2 separate regions of the Danio rerio genome follow, and region 2 is linked to region 1. Evidence: chromatin contacts called from public Hi-C data. All regions are on one chromosome and are shown on one strand. The core of a region is the stretch at or near the end of the contact, and the rest is flanking DNA. Distances in the headings are between cores, read along the strand shown. Region 1 holds the start of pglyrp2 (peptidoglycan recognition protein 2). Region 2 holds the start of usp40 (ubiquitin specific peptidase 40).

Region 1 (7,407 bases), core at 659-3,158:
ATCCATTCCACCATGAACCACAGCATCAGTGACCAAAGACGGAAAGTTGGAGAGAGTAAAAACCATTGGTGCAGATACACTGTCCCAACAACCCTCTGCACCAAGTCTCACAGTTGGAGTTGAGTTAAGAAATGACAAGCCTAACGTCCTGGCCAGTGGATGTAGGTAGAATCCATTAGGCTGGTTACTGTCGTTTTCTGCTCGTAGTCCAGATTCAAGACCTAAAAGTAGGGGAGCGAGGGCAACCGTTGTGCCATCGGGAGTCAGAACAACTCCCTTTTCTTCATAAGCAGCTGTTATAAAATGATGAAGTGCTTGGCTGAAGAAATGAGAGAGATTGAGGTTGATATTTAGCCGCTCTTTGATTTTCGGATGAGTTTCAGTTTCGTTGTTAGATGATCTCATAAAACCGTGAGTGATATTGTGTGTTTGGTCTGCAATCTGGCATAGATTCGACACTAAAGCCAGTGAACTCAGTTGTGGGTTTAAATGTTCTAAATGTGCAACAGCAGTAATAAAGTGCTCCATGTTTCTCAGATGCACAGCTGTAAAATACATAAAGAATTATTTCAATATAATCAAAGCACAATTAATACTGCCTTCATGTTGAATTATCATAAATGTTACTTTTTTTGGAGTTTGGCATTGGGATCCTGCTGTAGGTGTAGCTTGTTATCATATTAATGATAAAACATAATTTATGATAATCCCCTTACACAAGTGCAGCGTATTTGCTTATAACATGAAAAAATGTTTAATGTTTATTTCAACATATGCCAATATATACCAACTGGAATCAACAACTGTGGTGCTAAAAAACTCGTGCTGAAAAAAACCTCACAATGTAATGTAACGCTATAAAAACATGATCTTATTATCTGTATTAAAACCTCAGATGGTCACATAATAATTCATCTTTTGTAAATTATTTAATTATAGTAATTTGGGGCGATGTATGTTTGGACAAAGTACATCAGCTTAATTAAACAATGCTACTAAATAGCTATTGAGATAAATATACTCGCTGCAAAAAAACAAAAAAAATAAATAAATAAACAAAAGTATATTTACCAATTTCATAGTAAATGCTATAGTTTTTGAACCAGACTATAGTAAAATATAGTAAAACCTACTAAGTATTGTTGCTGACCATGTCCATCCCTTTATGACCACAGTGCACCCATCTTTTGATGGTCACTTCCAGCAGGATAACGCGTCATGTCATAAAGCGTGACTCATCTCAGACTTGTTTCTTGAACATGACAATGAGTTTACTGTACTCAAATGGCCTCCACAGTCACCAGTTCTCAATCCAGTAGAGCATTTTTGGGATGTGGTGGAACAGGAGATTCGCATCAGGGATGTGAGGCTGACAAATCTGCAGCAACCACGTGATGCTATCATGTCAATATGGACCAAAATCTCTGAGGAATATTTCTTGTTGAATATATGCCACGAAGGATAAAGGCAGTTCTGAAGGCAAAAGGGGGTCCAACCCGGTTCTAGTAAGGTGTACCTAATAAAATGGCCGGTGAGTGTATATTATTACATCTATTTCGCATATTTTACTGTAGTACTAATTTAGTGAACTTATAAACGGTAAAAAATACTATAGTGTACTTTAGGTTTTAGTACAAGACACCGGTTCATTTTAAAATATAATTGTAGAAAACCTAGCCCAGTAATGCGTCATTTGTTTATATTAGGCTACTATAGTTTTCAATTACAGAATCACCACAACAGATTTAATCAACTGTACTATACCATAGTATGGTTCAAAAATAACATTTAACAATTAGGTTCCGTCTTCAAATCCAAATTTAACACTTGTCATTAGATTATTGACATGAAAATCTGAATAATTAAATATAGCGTACGTACCTGAGCTCTGCATGCATATTCCAGCCATGACCATAATCCATAATGCACCTGGTGTCATTATTAGTACTAAATCTTACCATTTGCTTCTAAAAGTGTCTGAATGTACGGTAGCCTATGAGCATATACATATGGCGAAACACTAAAGGCGGGACAGTCCAAATTCTGCAATTTACCATTCCGTTATTTCAGGTGTGGTATTCCGCCATGACAAAAATGTTTGTGGTGTTTCCGATGTGTTCGATGTATTATTTGAGTAAATATCTGAAGTGATAAAAGTCTTCCTCGTGAACTGGAGTATAGATTTTTAATGGCAGGGACTCACAGTTCTGCTGTTCTGTTTGTTGTTTAATGATGCGTACCGAGTTACTGGAAATTAGGAAGGTAAAGGTCATAGCTAGGTGGTCTTAACTTAGCAGACTGTTTTGACGACGCAGGGTTGCCAGGTTTTCGCAACAAAACTAGATCATTTGCAAAATTATCCCAATAACAAAACTCTATATTCTACTGCCAATACGTAAAAGGCTTATTTATCCTTGTATTTGTGAAAATCACTGTTTATATTAGCAATTACAAACATTGTTTTCATAAATAAATAAAAAATTTGCAACAAAACTGGACAGTATATGACACAGCAGCACACATTTCACATTTAGTACCCATGCATGGACCACACACACTTGTGCTTACTCTATTTCAACAGCCTAGTTCATTTTATAGCACTCTTAACATCAGTATTTGGTAAAGTAAAACATTTTAACACAAACATATAAATAAAATCTATGCAATCAAACAGATAACACGTGGAAAGTGGTTAAAAGTACAAAATACCGCGGGGAAACAGCGGACTTGGCAACCCTGTAACATTGAATTAAATAAATGCATAGTTGCTGTGATGACTGGCTGACAAGATATTTATTTGATATAATTGAGATAATTAGCAGTTGAATGTATGCCTTGTATTATTTTTTTAAAGACATGGTGACATTGTGGGTATTCAGTAAAGCTTATACAGACATATACATAAATATTGTTTTAATACTGTACAATTTACTAGGAGTATTATGCTAGCCAAAATTACTATAAGTAATGTACCAATTTTGCCTTTTTGTTAATATTTTCATATTTTAACAATAATTTTGCATCACTTTTAATTCAAACATGTGATATAAGTTTAAAAATAAATATGTAACCAAACAGATCAATTTAAAACAGCATTTCGGCATGTAAACATAATTTAAAGAAGAATACAAGAGATTTATTTTCAGACTTTATTTCATGTGCATGTGGTTTCACAAATAACTAGATGGAAGTGAATAAATCCAATGACATGGCATTCCCAATGTACTTTAAATTGTGCCAAGTGAACGTATTGGAAAAATAAAACTTTATATATATTTATATATTTTCAAAGTTCTTTTACAGGCATTCTATGTCAAAAGATCTCTAATCGACTGCATGAATTTGAATTGCAAGTCTGTTACAAATATTGAAACACTTTTAGGCAAATAATAACCATAATATTTGACCGTTTTTAAGAAAATACTTTAAGCAAACATTCAGAGGGAACATAAAATGCTATAAAAAAAACTACAGAGGTTTCAAAGGTACCTGACTGTATGATAAAGAGGTAACATTTCCATATGTTATATTTTATAACTACTTTTCGGGAACGATACATACCTTCATTGATATTATGTAAATATCAATACATTTCATTTCACCGTCCACAAGTACTCGGTGTCTCTACAGTAATAATTAAAAACTAAAAACTTGACACCAAGACACACTGGTAATTGGGAGAAAAAAATCGATGACCTCCAGAATTCCTCAAAACGATCCATTTTGTTGCTTGTGCAAGCTGTATTTCAGGAATATATAGCAAATAAATGAAAAAGTGCAGGAAATTATGCAGTAAAAACAGTGAACAGTCATTTACCTGCAGTTGAGACATTAAAGAATAAAACAAAGAAGATATTTACCTCAAATCTGAGTGAAGGTAAACTCTAAAAACCACCAGGTTTTTAACTAAGAAGAAGGTTTTTAATAAACAAAACACTTGTTTAGATGAAATTTTAGAAGGTCTGCAGCCACAACGATCAATGTAAAAACTGGGGGTTGTGATAAATGAGCTAACAAAACTATAACTGCTAATAAAATAAAATAAAAATATAGAAATCATGACTGGCCAAATGCCAAGTCAGAGCGCAGTGCTTTGTTGCGGTCAAACAAATATATTAGAAACTAAATAATGACCCATGTAAAAGTAGACTTTGGTTGTTTGACTAGAAGGTATTTTGAAAGGTGATGTTTATTCATTAGATTTGGTTCCGTTGTAATCGCTCTGCATGTCGGCATCATCCTCCGCAGCATCCGAGCTGTCGATGATTCCCCGTCGGCCTCCTCCTCCAGTGCGTCTCGGTGTGCTGCTGAAGGATGACGTCTCATTGCCTCGCCTGAAATATCACAACAAATCTTAGCATGCAAATAGAAAGACTTTCATTCTAGGTTGCTTGGTTCCTGGTACATCAGTGTTAGATGTTACACTCTAAAAAATTATGTATGTTGTTTGTTTAAACTACTTATTTAAAATAAGCTAAAACAATTACAAAAACCGTTCCAAAAGGCACACCAACAGTACACAAACGTCAACCTCTTCCTATTCAAACACTCCTGAATCAAACCATCAGAACATTTGAAGAGACTTGAAAACCTGAAATGAACTGTTCTAATAAGGGAGACATCCAATATATGTATTGTTGATGTGCCTCCAGGAACAGGGTTGGGAAACACTCATCTCGAGTAGCGTTCAGTTGCTGCTGTGTTCATACTGCATGATGGATCTGCGACAGGAGGATACACACTGTATGACTACAAATCAATTGCTGACCACTCTGTCTGGCTCACAAACACACACGAGAAATGATAAGATCACTTAACATCCAAGACTGGAAATTGTTCCCTGCAATAAATATTTTAAATGATCTGCTATTCAAATGGTCCACGCACTGAATGCTGAATGATTTACAAAAGTGGTCACCAAACTTGTTCTTGGAGGGCCGGTGTCCTGCAGATTTTAGCTCCAACCCTAATCAAACACACCTGAACAAGCTAATCAGGGTCTTACTAGGTATACTTGAAACATCCAGGCAGGTGTGTTGAGGCAAGATGGAGCTAAACCCTGCAGGGACACCGGCCCTCTAGGACCAGGATTGGTGACCCCTGATTTACAACAAAGGGGCAAAATGAAAAGAAGATTGTGGAGGAGGAAATGTTTAGGGTGATGCATTGAACAAACCGAAAAAAATAAGTGGAAGTCAATCAATAATTTTGACTGATCAAGCAAATGTTCCTTTGTTTCTGTTTAATGTTATTGTAAATTAATTTTTTATATATATTGTGGTCTATAACTCCTCCACTGACCTGTATCCTGCTCTCTCATTGGCTGTTGATCATTGCTGATGCTTTATTCAGTCAGAACTCATTCACACATCATGATTTTTAATCACAGACAAGTCCAGACATTTAGCATGCCAAATATTTTGCAGACCTTGGTGATTGTCTCTGATTGAGTTTTTGATTATTCGCACTGTGAAAATGTTGCCCACGTCAACAAGCAAAAATCAGAGCTAAACGTTTGCAGTGTGAACTTCATCTTCAGATCTACTAGTTAAGTTTCATTCAACTATTCCTGATGAGACCAGTGCTATTTATTTTTGTAAGTATGGACAAATTTGGATAATATGTATATTATATACGTAGACCTATACATTTTATTCATTCATTCATTTTCTTGTCGGCTTAGTCCCTTTATTAATCTGGGATCTCCACAGCGGAATGAATCGCCAACTTATCCAGCAAGTTTTTACACAGCGGATGCCCTTCCAGCCGCAACCCATCTCTGGGAAATATACACACACACACATTCACACACAACGGACAATTTAGCCTACCCAATTCACCTGTACCGCATGTCTTTGGACTGTGGGGGAAACCGGAGAACCTGGAGGAAACCCACGCGAAGGCAGGGAGAACATGCAAACTCCACACAGAAACACCAAATGAGCCGAGGTTCGAACCAGTGACCCAGCAACTTTCTTGCTGTGAGGCGATAGCACTACCTACTGCGCCACTGCCTCGCTCCCTATACATTTTATTTTCTAAATATTATTTTTTAAAATCTGAAATATTAATATAAATATTTCCTAATAAAAAACATACATTTAACTAAAAAAGACTATCACTATGGTAACATTTAAAAATTTGAGACATGAAGTGTACAGCTGAGAAACACAGTAGACACTGAATACTTCAGATACTTCACTGAAATATACATTTATATATAAAAATATTTTTAAAAATTGCAATTTGAAAATAGCATTAGACTAATGCAAAGAAATAACAAAATGTTGTATTGTATTGGTATGCCATCAGAATACAGTCACAAGCATCCTTTACAGTAGAACGTGGAATCAGAACGTGGGATCAGTTAAGGTTTGTTAAGGTTAAGGAATCTGTTAAAGTAAAGTTGTAAGAGGTTAAAGGCAGCGTTAAAACCTCATTTGTAAACCTGAAAACAGGCTAAACGAGGCTGGTTCAGAAAACTGAACCATGCTTGGAGAGCGAAGAGGGAAATATGGTCCAATATAGGCTGCTATTTAATAATAAAAAAACTAATTATATGCTTATATGCGATTACTAAAATACTATTGTTGTGTTTCATTCATTCATTTTCTTGTCGGCTTAGTCCCTTTATTAATCCGGGGTCGCCACAGTGGAATGAACCGCCAACTTAAATCAGCCTTTAAGCCTGGTTTATACTTCTGCGTCAAGTGACCGGCGTAACCCACGGCGCATGCAACGCGCGCAGCTGTGCATTTATACTTCTGCGCGCTCTCTCTGTTGGTCTGCATTAACACTTCCGAAACGCTAGTTGGCAGTGAGGTGTAAATGTTCCTCTGTGTCGAGTTTCTTCGCTTCTGTTTTGCGTTTCCTGAGCACTTCCTGGTTGTAGAAGTGACTCAAACTCGCTCATTTTGAGGCAGGAACCGGCGGACGTGCAACAACTTTAACTATGAGGTAAACACAAAACAAAACTTTCCATCCGGAGCTCCTTCACGGGACTCCACACTTATAACCAATCGCTCGCGCCATTCGCGCGGCTCTCGGTCCCGCCCCGACTCGTCAGCGCTACCAAGCCGACCAATCACAGAGCTTGCGCTACGCATCATTGCGACGTGTAGTTACATTTTTTGAGAGGTGCACGTCAGCGACGCCGACGGCCACGGCGAAGGGCTATGCGTCAGCGCCGTAGCATACGCCGGCGTTTGACGTTGAAGTATAAATCCGCCTTTATCCAGCAAGTTTTTACGCAGCGGATGCCCTTCCAGCCGCAACCCATCTCTGGGAAACATACACACACACATTCACACACTAAAGACAATTTAGCCTACCCAATTCACCTGTACCGCATGTCTTTGGACTGTGGGGGAAACCGGAGCACCCGGAGGAAACCCACGCGAACGCAGG
Region 2 (7,132 bases), core at 3,289-5,788, 160 kb after region 1:
AAAATTTAATAATCAATACGGAACTTAACAGGCAGCCAGTGTCAGGATGATAAAATTGGGGTGATATGTTCATATTTTTTTTTTACCTGGTAAGAACTCTGGCAGGTGCATTTTGCAAAAACTGAAATTTATTAATAGAGGATGCTGGGCAACCGACAAACAGACCATTACAGTAATCCGGCCTAGAAGTCATAAAACCATGAATTAGTTTTTCTGCATCTGAGATTGGGACTGTACAATATGATGATATATAATATACAGACAAAATAAACAGTCTCTAATTACATACTATGCTCTGTAGCTTTTTCATGGTGTCAAAAATACATTGTTTATGGTAAAAGTCTTTCACCATTTTTATGAGTGCAATATTACACGCCATTACGGGGATGCAAACAGAAAGGTGAATAACAGAATATGTATATAAACTATTAATTGATTGAATTTACAGAAAATGTACTATCATGATAAATACTGTTATCAGGATACGAGATGAGTTATATATCATATCATATTAATAGATTAATAGATAATATTTATATCATGAACTTGGATTTTTGGCATATTGACCAGCCCTAGAAACAAATACGTTCATTTTAAAGGTTACAATCCTCTTGATTACACATACCTTTTTTTAAACTTATTTGAGGGACAACAATAAAAACCATGGTGGAATAAGTGCTTTAGAAAACCACACCAATCAATCTATTTATGTCAATGTATGTCTGTTAATTTCAGACATTCGGAGCTACAGACTGGGAAATGTTTCAGATCGGAAACCGAGTTTTCCTAGCAGTTGCCAATGGTCATATGCTGTGCGAGAAAGGACCGAGCCTCTACACCATCAACTCAACTATATATGAACTTGATATGACAACCAAGATGTTCCTCAAGTTCCAAGACATTGTAACATACAGGTAAAGCCTGAATCAAATGTGCTTTTGGGGTTGGGAGACGATCATAAGTCACATGCTTTGACTTGATTTCCTCTGATTTGGCAGTGCGGTGGACTGGGAATTCTTTACTGTTGGAGACGAACATTTCTTAGTCGTAGCCAACTCGTATGATGGATCGTCTTACTCTTTGAACAGTGTCATATACAGGTAATTACTGAAAAATACATGTCACGATTTCATTGTTCTGCATTGCCTACAACGATTAGCCAAAACATTACATTAGGCCATATATTAAAGGTTTATTTACTCTATTTATTCTACCTCAATTGTTTGTAAATCTTTTTCTGTGTTTCAGCTAGCAAAATGATTTTTGGTGACAAATTTTATTTGCACACATATTTTGAGAAAATGCTTTGAATTTTTTAAAAACTAAACAATACACTCTGGACAAATTTACTTCCCTTTTGTTATGTTTGGGATGAAAACATAACAAATACACTTTTTATATAAAAAATATGTCATTTTGTATGTTTCTTCATCAAATCAGTGACATCATTTATGAATTTGGCAATTAAAGAGTTAAAATCTTGTAATTTTCTAAACAATTTAGTAGTTTTGATCAGGACTGAGGTTGATTAACCAACACAATCTCACAGCAATTCGTAACTTTTTGATTTAGTGGCTAATTCGTGTGATTTCGTACGATCTAATTCGTACAATTTAGTACGATTTGCTCATCCCCCAATGACAGTTGGGTTTAGGGGTGGGGTTAGGTGCCACGCCTCCTTTTTAAAATCGTACAATTTCGTACGACTGAACTTATACGAATACGTACGAATTAGCCAATAAACTGGCAAAACGCAAAATACTTACATTTTCTCATGAGATCAGACTGGATTAACTGATTTATACAAAAAAAAAACATAAATAAAATATTTAACTGAGGCATTTTACAGCAGTTTAACAATAATTAAACATGAATGTTTCCAGTAGTTCCAAGAGTTCCAATAGTCAAATATCCAGTAGTTCAATAGTTTTTAAAATGCTTTAAGATCTGTGTCAAGATTATTAATACAGCAGTGTAAACTGTAAAGAAAATCACACAGAAGCACTTCATGATTTTGCAAAGTTCGATGCGATCCTGCATTAGCATCTACGTTAATCCTGGAACATCATTTTTGTTGGAAAATGTAATCCATACCTATTCCCGACCCCTAAAACCAACCATAACTGTAAATTACTCCCAAAATCAGAGGGGAATAATAGTTAAATAACACTCTAGTAGAAGTGCATAAACCTAACCGTAAGCTTACACTTAACCAAAGTCCCCTTTTTTGACTTAATATAAACAGTAAACATCCCTTAATTCTGATTGGCTGATTGAAAGGATGTTTCAGGATCAACATAGATGTTAATACAGGAACATGTCCTACTTGGTGAAATCAGGTTGGCGTCCCAGTGAAATTGAAGATTTTGATTCTTGTTGTTATGAACTACAGATGGCAGGGCTATGAGGGTTTTGTCCCTGTTCATCGGTTACCAACCATCGGATGCAGCGACTGGGAGTTCTTCACCTCCGCGGAAGGTTCATATCTGATGTACTCTAGCGCCAAAGCTCCTCTTTCCAAAGTCTTCAAGCTCAGGATCCACTGAGGACACAAACATTGTTAAGCTTTTGTATGTTCCCATCATAAACCAGAGAGGTTAACAGAACTGATTCATTGACTCTAGACTCCTTTGAACCACCGACAATTTGACCAACTCTTTTTAATCACATCGAAGTCAATCAAACTGGCAGAATCTGGAGTTTGATATACTTTCTAAAAACTACCTCAATCTACGTAAAAATATTCAGTGGAAACTTTGTGAATCTCGGTTTCAATGAATATCTTTGAACATTAGATGTCCAGCAACATCTAGGCTCTGTGCAACTTTAATTTACAAAAACCATGAATAGAGTAAAAACCTTTATGGAAAAAGCGCCATACAATGTTTATTAATTACAGATTAAACCAAATATGTAAAATAAAGTAATAATGTTATTTATATGTATAATATTTGTATATTACCTCTTGTTCTTTGCACTACAATAAATCGATTTTACTTTGTCAATACATGATTGTGTTTTACATTACATGTTTTGAATGGTGGAGGGACAGATTTGTTTGAGTGTGGACAGTTAATCATTATTTTTTACTTCATTACTTAAGCACAATTTTAAAAAACTTAGCTAAATTCGAAAAATAAGTGTTTTTTTTTACTCAGGTGTATTTCATAAACAATTCCCTGAAATTAATAAAAATGATCAAAAAAAAAAACAAAAAAAAAAAAAACAGGAGATCCTCTGAATTAGTGCCTACAGCTGATAGCTTGAAATGTAAGTTATTAATGCCAAATTTTAGGATTTATTATTGTCAATTAATATCAATATTGTAATTATTGTTACTGTTTGTGAACTAAATCTTCTCATTAAGTCTCATTAAGGGCAGGTTTTGTTTAAAAACTAAACATAAATGTTTACATGCAACAAAGCAATGCTGATGTATATTCTCCACAGTTGTAGCACATAACAGATATAGGCTACACCAATTTATTTAAAGAAACATCTTCCTGAAATATCAACACATTTTTGCATTGTGACATATTTTTAGATTGTATATTTAAATTTGTGTATTTTGCAAAGTAACCACAAGAAGTGCTAATAATAACGTTTTACCACTAGAGGGCGCACATACTAAACAAAAACAAAAGCGTAGCTTGATGACGCTGAGGAGCGTGGAATTATGGGAATTGTAGTTTTTAACTCCACTGGTAAAAGACCTAGAATTGTATGGATTTTCTTTTATTCCAATAATCTTTAGAATAAGAAGTAAAGATTATGTTCCATTAAAATATTTGGTCATTTGTTTTCTGTAAATATGTCCAAACTTAATTTTGATTAGTAGCTTATACTGTAACTAGGCCTACTAAATTTGGACAAATAAATAGGTGTTTTTTAACCCTCAGAGTCCAGATTTTCAAACATTTCCAAATATCACTTATAGAAAGCATCTAAAAACTTTCAGGAAATTGTATATCAACTTAAAAAAAAGGTCTATGGTAATTGGTGACCAGGTGTCTATTTTCTTTCTGGAACAGCCCCATATTTCGACTCTATTTTGTGTCCTAACTGTATGCTTTTGAAATTAATAAGTAAATTATATATAGCCTATATATTTCCATATTACCTATATATATATATATATATATATATATATATATATATATATATATATATATATATATATATATATATATATATATATATATATATTTCCATATTACCTTTGGTTTAACTACATGTTATTTATAGTTAATAAATTTAATAAAATTCATTTAACTACAGTAAACAGGTTTTGCTTTTGACAGGCTACTTGTACCTGATTATACAAATGGTAACCAACTTTTAATATTTTACAATAATAAAACCAAATTTGGTCTATAAAATTACGACTGAACAGTCTGTGTTAACCACATAGATCTATTTTACATATCTAATCTTAAAACTCCAAAACCCTTTGACCCAAGAAAGAACAAATACGGGAAAATGAGGACGGTCGTAATAACAAACTACTAATACCACAATGCATTGTGACCGGACATGTCATCAAGCAAACATGGCTGCGTCCTAAAAACACAAATGGTTTTCTACTCAGATTTCAGTTTTCATTATTTGAAATCAAAGAAATTTAATTTTTCGAACGAGAGATTCGCGTTTAAAATATTGCCTAATACATACGTTGACGGTCTAATACAACGACACCAATACCGCGGCTGTCAACGAAAATAAAGCTGTTGTTTTAAACCTCAATGGTGAAACATGGAAGCACTGCATCTCCTCTCAGATTTCTGTTTTCCGCTTTAAGGACTGAGATTTATTCACGACACCTGTGATTTATTTGGAGGAACCTCACGAAGCTTAAACGGAGCAAAAAGGAGCATCTAGTTTCTCGGTTGTTTTCAAAAAGCGATGTTTATTCCTGTGAAGTCGTCATATGCAAGAGTGAGCCCATTGATCGTTAATCGAGAGCTGGGGAAGACCAAGATGAGATAGCAAGAGGTGAAACGCTTTCCTTTCGCAGTAATCGAAACTCGGTTCAGACCAGAAAACAGGAGATTTGCCAATCCTGAGCTTTACGAAACAGCTGCGGTCATGTTTGGAGATCTTTTTGAAGAGGACGGGGATGGTTTTTCTTCTGCACCTGGTTCAGGTGTGAAGGGAAGAGAGTGCGAGCCTCCTCCACCGAGAGGGAAAATCAAACTCTGCGGGATCAAGAATCAGGGCGGCACCTGTTACCTCAACTCACTCATCCAGACGCTGCTCTTCACACCCGAGTTCAGGGGTAAAACTCAGTAGATGTTTCAATGCTGTTTAAGAGAGTGTTCACCCCACATTTTACATTCTGTCATTATTTAATCATTTTACTCGTGAAGAATATTGAGGTAAAGTTGGTTTTATATTCGCATGTTTGGACTTTCGCCTTCCAAATATATTTCAGAGAAGTTTTTTTAGGAAATTCTAATAGAGAAATCATATTAGCAACCAATGACTATTAAAGTACAACATTGTTTACAGTCAATTAAATAGTGCTTATGTTGTTTTGAAGTCATATTCATTCATTCATTTTCTTGTCGGCTTAGTCCCTTTATTAATCCGGGGTCGCCACAACGGAATGAACCGCCAACTTATAAAGCACATTTTTCGGCAGCAGATGCCCTTCCAGCCGCATCCCATCTCTGGGAATCATTCACACACACACACACACACACACACACACACACACACACACACTCACACTCATACACTACGGACAATTTAGCCTACCAAATTCACCTATACTGCATGTCTTTGGACTGTGGGGGAAACCCACGCGAAGGCAGGGAGAACATGCAAACTCCACACAGAAATGCCAACTGAGCCGAGGTTCGACCCAGCGACCTTCTTGCTGTGAGGCGACAGCACTACCTACTGCTCCACTGCCTCGCCTTTTGAAGTCACACTTTCAAGCAATTTCAGACCTATTATTCAATGTAGCATGTCACAAATTGTCACTGTTTAAAAATGAACAAGTGTGCAAATATAAAACTAGCTTTACCCCAATGTGAAAAATCTTCCGTCTTTTCCTTTCCAAATAGTTTGCAATGGTAATTTTGAAACACCAATGCTAGCAAATCAAGTAAAAGTGCAATATATAGCCCAAATCAAATGAGGCCTTTATTTGTCACATACACTTTCGTGTAGTGAAATTGATCAAAGGGGACTGACAGTATTTTTACCGATGGGTGAAGTAATGTCTGTAACATACATTTATCTCTGACAGAGGAATTGTTCCATCTCGGACCGGATGAATTAGGATGTCTGGCTGACAAGGACAAACCGGAGGCAAAGGTGTGTGTATAAACATTTATAAATGGAAGTGTTTAATGGAGCAGGGGTCCGTTCTTCATACCTCGCTTAAATGATCTAAGATGATTTGGCAGATCCTGGATCTTTTAATCCTGATAACTGATCTCTGGCTAATTTGGTTCTTAAAACAAGTTTGTGAATCAGATTAAATGTCTGGATGTATTGATCTAAGATCGCTAAATGTTTTGTAAAGGACAGATCTATCGATCCTCAAATTATTTATTTATTATTACACAAATTGTACTAAAGCTGGTTGGTACCTTAAAATGTTATGCGTTTTTATCTAAAAGTTTATATTAATAAACATTCACCTTGAACCTCTTTGAGAGAAGCACCCCATGACTGTTTTGTCTTTGCTTTTCAGAGTGCAGAAGCTATATATATATTAGAGGTGTGAACCTATACTAGTCTCACGGTTCGGTTCGGTTACGATTATCATGCCATCGATTCGGTTCAATTCGATATCTCGGTGCATCACTGTGCATTGACGATGCTTTCCATATACAGTGTTATATTTAAGGGGGGAGGCTATAACAAGCTGTCTGTATAAACACACAGACACACAGCACCACACTGTCTCTCATACAAACACATTCACAAACATAGACAGCATCAAACAAACAAACGCGCACACACACAAACACACACACTTAAGCCCTTGCAACAGGGAGAGCTCGCACTGAGCGAAGCAGAAAAACGAGAAAAAAAAAAAAAAGAAGAAAAAAATAAGCACTTTTCCGACGGTCCCTTACTGAGAGCTCCTCTCAGCCCGAGCTCTGCCGGCTAAAGTAAA

What was found. A called contact is a pair of places that touch in the nucleus more often than the background predicts.
Region 2: a contact with region 1 is called in a Hi-C map of hematopoietic stem cells, with 1.7 times the contacts expected there. The contact joins the promoter of usp40 here to the promoter of pglyrp2 in region 1. A contact is called at or near these places in 1 of 18 Hi-C or Micro-C datasets (hematopoietic stem cells) and 1 of 4 datasets of contacts at active chromatin or transcription factors (embryo).

What each region holds. Positions count from the first base shown.
Region 1 is chr6:9,431,939-9,439,345 of GRCz12tu, forward strand. pglyrp2 (peptidoglycan recognition protein 2) reads right to left here and starts at 1,909. Exons shown (of 5, transcript NM_001045166.1): 1 at 1,882-1,909; 2 at 1-545. The coding sequence starts at 1,909. It overlaps myh11a (myosin, heavy chain 11a, smooth muscle), which reads right to left. Exons shown (of 41, transcript NM_001024448.1): 41 at 3,146-4,334. The coding sequence ends at 4,190.
Region 2 is chr6:9,584,732-9,591,863 of GRCz12tu, forward strand. usp40 (ubiquitin specific peptidase 40) reads left to right here and starts at 4,539. Exons shown (of 31, transcript XM_001921318.9): 1 at 4,539-5,275; 2 at 6,254-6,321. The coding sequence starts at 5,086. It overlaps tspeara (thrombospondin-type laminin G domain and EAR repeats a), which reads left to right. Exons shown (of 14, transcript XM_073953658.1): 12 at 736-914; 13 at 999-1,100; 14 at 2,393-3,005. The coding sequence ends at 2,546.